Regions from separate parts of the Arachis hypogaea genome. Here region 1 is linked to region 2. A link is a contact called in public Hi-C data. All regions are on one chromosome and are shown on one strand. Each heading gives the region's core, a stretch centred on a gene start, on an enhancer-like site or on the middle of the called end of the contact. The rest is flanking DNA. Distances are from core to core; before and after follow the strand shown.

Evidence for each region. Hi-C and Micro-C count contacts between places; a contact is called where the count stands out from the background.
Region 1: a Hi-C map of an unstated tissue shows a contact between it and region 2, with 4 times the contacts expected there. The contact joins the promoter of LOC112711423 here to the promoter of LOC112709404 in region 2. A contact is called at or near these places in 2 of 8 Hi-C or Micro-C datasets (leaf and an unstated tissue).

The regions. Positions count from the first base shown.
Region 1 is chr9:104,240,629-104,243,328 of arahy.Tifrunner.gnm2.J5K5, forward strand. It overlaps LOC112711423, which reads right to left and starts at 1,436. Exons shown (of 3, transcript XM_025764074.3): 1 at 1-1,436.
Region 2 is chr9:103,953,663-103,956,362 of arahy.Tifrunner.gnm2.J5K5, forward strand. LOC112709404 reads left to right here and starts at 1,255. Exons shown (of 7, transcript XM_025761291.3): 1 at 1,255-1,305; 2 at 1,428-1,655; 3 at 2,087-2,431. The coding sequence starts at 1,255.

The DNA.
Region 1 (2,700 bases), core at 186-2,685, 290 kb after region 2:
AGAACGCAAGAGGAAACTTGCAGAGTAGCTAGCACAATGCAACTGCCATGGATCAAAGTTCACTTGGAAAAGGAGAGCTAGGAATGATCGGGATAGGGTTTTCAAGCATCTAGGTAGAGCATTCTGTAATGCTAACTGGAGAGTGCAATTCCCTGAGGTAAGAGTGGAAGTCTTAACCAGGGTCAGCTCTGACCATCACCCACTGCTGGTCTCTTTAATGCCAGCTAGAGTAGATATTGGTCTAAAACCTTTCTGTTATGAGGCCATGTGGGAGTCCCTTCCTGACTTTGGAAGTTTTCTTGCCTTGCCTGGGAGGAAGGAGGAACTTCTGCCAACGCTTTCAATGATCTATCTTCTGATATTACAATGTGAAACAAAAATATCTTCGAGGAGGATCATGGATAGATTGAAGGGAATGGAAAGAATAAATTCTTAGAAAGATTAGAGGGAGAACTAAACAGAGAACTGGAAACCATTCATGAACAAAAAGAAATTTTTGACAATTGTGGTTAGTTGAAGGGGATAGGAATACCAAGTTCTATCATACAAAAACTCTAAATCCTGAAATTAAGGCGTGATAATGGTGAATGGTGCGAAAACCAAGAGAAATTGAAAAGCATGGCAGTAAATATTTTCAAGGCGCTATACCAATTAGATAATCAAAATTGATGCCATGTTCCCCTACCCGAGTATAGAAAGGAGCTATAAGCATAAATTATCTCAAATCCCTTCAGATGAAGAGATCTGCAAAGGAATTTTCAGCATAGGGTCGCTCAAAGCGCCGGGAGAGGATGGTTTTCCAGCCTTATTCTACAAGGAGCATTGGAGCTTGGTGTAAAGAAACGTATATGGCTTTATCAAGATGCTTTGGTAGAACCCCCGTCATTGCTCTTGTTCCAAAGGTCACAAACCTAGAATTTGGTTTCTAGTTTCATTCGATTGCGGTCTGCAATGTCATTTATAAGTGTTTGACCAAGATAATTGTTGCAAGTCTTGTCTGAGAGAATTGCTCTGTACCAATAAAACTTCATCTCAGGATGAACAATACATGAAAATATTATCATTGCTAAGGAGATGGTCCACAACATGAAGAGAATAAAGGATAAGAAGATGTTCATGGCTGTTAAGATAGATTTCGAAAAAGCATATGATAAACTACATTGGCAGTACATTAAGGAGTAGTTAATTGATTTTGATCTACCAGAGAATCTCATTGATATTATTATGAGCTGTATCTGTCGGGTATCTTATAAAAAGTTTTGTGGAATGGATGCAAAGCTGAACCTTTCAGCTCCAAACGAGGGTTGAGGCAAGGCGACCCTATCTCACCATACTTGTTTTCTCAGATTATCAATAGTAAAGTAGAGGAAAGGTGCTGGTTTCCTTTGAAAGCAGGGAGGCTAGGGCCTAATATCTCTCGTCTCCTTTTCGGGAATATTACAACGTAGTTTTATTTTGGGAGAAAAGGAGGGTGCAAGAAAATCACATGCCATTGGGTGGGACATGTTATGCAAACCCAAACCGTTAGGGGGGGGTTTAGGAGAATGGATATTATGAATGAAGCCTTCATGTTAAAGCTATTGTGGAGATTATTAAATGAGAAGGACTTTCTTTGGGCACAAACTCTATATCATAAATACGGGAGAGACTAAAATCTTCTTCAGGGGATGATACAATCGGCTTCCGATTCACCAATGTGGAAAAGCCTCACAAACGCCTGGCATTTTTTAATTAAACATATTTCCTTTTCTTTAGGGAATGTTGTGGAAGCATAACTGGGTTAAGGGATATGAATATGATTAATCAAAGTATGAAAGTGCGGGATGCTGCAACTGCTGAAGGGGAATGGGATTTTGAATTTCTGAACAAAATCAAAGCCATTCCTCCTCCCAGTGATGAGATTGGTGAAGATAGAATTATGTGAAATCCCTCAATGGCGAATTCACTGTGAAAAGTGCTTACAATGATTTATGTAACTATGGAAAAATACAAGACTACATATCTACAGAGCTCCTTTTGATGGAATTTAACATCGGAAATTGGCCAATCCAAACAAGTGTCATGGATCACTCAATTCATGGCCACTTGGTGGATTTGGAGATGGTGAAATAAGGAAATCTTTTTGAGTGCAAAAATAATTTTATTGGTTTTTTTTTTTTTCATTGCTGTAATTTTTGCTTTATATATAACGCATACTTTTCTACTAAGTAAAAGTGTTATACTCCTTAGTCCTTAATAGTTAGATAAATCTTAATTTTCTAATTCGTTGTGTTTTAAAGTGTGATCATTATGAGGAATTTTATTATGATAATACAAATTGAATATTATATCCAATTTTAATAATTATAATTACAAATTTTAAGATAGTTTTATAGATCTTTAAACGAAAAAATACTTCTTGAAAAATTATAAAGCTGTGCCAAAATAAACCAAAAGACGGGTAAGAAAAATGAATGATATCTAATGTTACAATTCTTCAAAGATTTAAGTCAAACATTTTAATGGGCAATTTCCATAAACAAATTGTGTTAAGATAGTATTCCCTTGTCCTAATTGTTAAAAAAGTTACGTTTCAATCATGTTTGATTTTTATATAATCTGGTTTTGGGTTCCATTAGTTTGAAGGAACACAAATATAGTTTGAACATGAGTATATTAAACATATTAAATTTTTAATACACGATTATACACAATTTTAAA
Region 2 (2,700 bases), core at 5-2,504:
CTTGTACATTCATCCTATGCTAATATTCTGCATCATTAATTATCAACATAACTCCCCTTCTCCTTTTCCCCGTCATTCATTTCATATTTATTATATGCTCGTTATAAGATACTGTAGAATATTATAATTTTCACTTTAAATGTAATATATATACTACAAACAAGACCACCTAGTACATCTTTATTTTATTTTATTTTATAATTACTGTTCTTTTCATACTTGTGTGATTCCTTACTTCAAGATGATGAAAATGGGATTGCAGTGATTCTGTGATTGGCCTTTGATTACTGTTCTTTTCATATTTGTGTGATTCCTTGTTTCAAGATAATGAAAAATTATCTTGTGTTATTTTCTGCTTCTATAGAAAATGAAAGAGAATACTCGACCTAATTCAAAGTAAACTAAGTGTCGATGGATACCACACAAAAATGCAAAATTAGTTGAGTGTTTGGTAGAACTTGCAACTACTTTTTGGAAGTGTGACAATGGTACGTTTAAATCCGATTATGAAAAATATTTAGAAAAAATGCTGCATAAAAAGATCCCTGGATGTGATCTTAAGGTACAGTTTTTTTACATAATACTTATTTTCTTTGTTTATAATTTTATATTTGTGTTATAATTGTATAATTTACAAAATATTTATGCTTCTATATTGAGATGCTTTACTATTGTGCTCTCATTTATTTTTAAAATGACGATGAGATAGAGATGAAAGGACCAGAAAGAATTTAGTTTGAATATATAAAAATTATAATTTAGACAAAATTGGAAAATCAAGGATATGTTAAGAAGGATGCCTACAGAACTAGATACCATGCATGATCTATGAATGCGACTATATTATATTAGCATCATTGATTTAGATTCAAATTATATGATCATCAACTTTTTTATAAATGCATAATTTTAATTCATAGATGCACTTTGGTGATCTTTATGTTGTTGGGATGTTGTGTTATTATGAATTGGTTCATATATATAGTCTTAAAATTGAAGTGTTAAATTAAATAAAGAAATTTTATATTCAACTTACATATAAACTTTACCTTATTCATAATAAGTTGGTTATTCAAAAACTAAATGATTATTACTGCTCCATATATTCACTATATTTAGTTATGCTTGGATGAATTGTGGTGTCATATACAGAGTAGTAATAATTCTAAATTATTTTGCTATGTTTAGGCTAATCCACACATTGAATCAAGGGTGAAATTGCTAAAAAGATAATATTTTACAATAGTTGAGATAATGGACACGGTTGGGAGTGGATTTGATTGGAACGATAAAGATAAAATGATTGTAGTGGAGCGACAAATTTTCAATGAATGAAAGAGTGTAAATTCTAAATAACTTTCTTAATACAAGTTTATTTATCTTAGCTTTTTAATATTAATTGCTTATTTAATTTTTTTTAATTTCAGTCCCATCCTAATGCTAATGGCCTCTATAATAAACCATTTCCACATTTTGAAGAGTTGGGAATAACATTTGGTAGAGATAGGGCTCAAGGAGGCAATGCAAAAAATATAACTCAAGCAGTTGCTACAATGGAGGCTGAGCGCGAAGCAACCTTGAGTGATCGTCAAGTGAATGAAAACACCCAAGTAAATTTGGAAGAGACCGAAATTGAATATGAAACTGATTCTCAAGTACGTAAGCACTTGACTCTAATTCATGTACATAAATTCACTTATTGTTGATCCTGCTGCTGTGTATTTTTTTAGATTTTGGAGTGATTCTTCATTAGTTCATTTACTTTAACCTATTCCTGTGACTAGCCTTAACTATTCCCATCATGTTGAGCATTTAGATAGAAATATTGATCTTCATTTTTGTGGAGTATAATAATAAGGAAAAAAAGGATATGAATGTAATCAAACAGAATTAGAATCAGGGTAATTAATATTCTATTAGGTTCTGTTTAGTTAGTTAATGTTGTTAGTCTTGCTGGCCAAGGTAAAGATAATGCTTGTATATACAAACGTAGAGCATGTAGAATCAGTTAGGCTACTTGTTCTTCATTTCTATCAGTATTGAATAATCTTCTGGTGTTTCTGTTGGTGTTGCTTTCAATTTTTAGGAGCCTCAAACTCCTGGTGTTCCTGCTGCTCCCGGTGTTTCTGCTGCTCCTAATTCTTCTGCTGCTCCTAGTGCTTCATATATAGAAAGGAATAAAAGAAAAAGAGGGAGCAAAAGTGAGGAAGTGATTGACATAGTAGTAGAATCAATGAGAAATATGAAAGGTGCTTATCAAGAACACACAGCTGTTTTAGTTGATATGGTTTCTTGTTTTAAACATGAGAAAGAAGGAGTTAAGCACAGAATGAAGCTAATGGCACTATTGATAGATGTTCCTGGTTTGAGCGGTGATGATAGAATGAAGGCTAGCCTTAGCATTCTAATGGACAATAATGTGATCGACATGGTGTTCCAACTTCAACCAGGGAACTTTTGCCATTTTTGAAGAAATTGCTTTAAATATTGCTATTTTTGAATTTTTATCGAATATTATAGTGACTTGATAGGAAGACATTTGTGCCAATTATTGCTGTTATTTTGTGAAGAATATAAGCAGCTAAAATCCTAGTTCCTAGTGCCATTATATCAGGTTTTAAGATCCATGGAAAACTAAAGTTCCTCTTGAACTATAATGTGCAGCAACTGGTGATGGCTTAATTCCAAAAAATGTTTGTT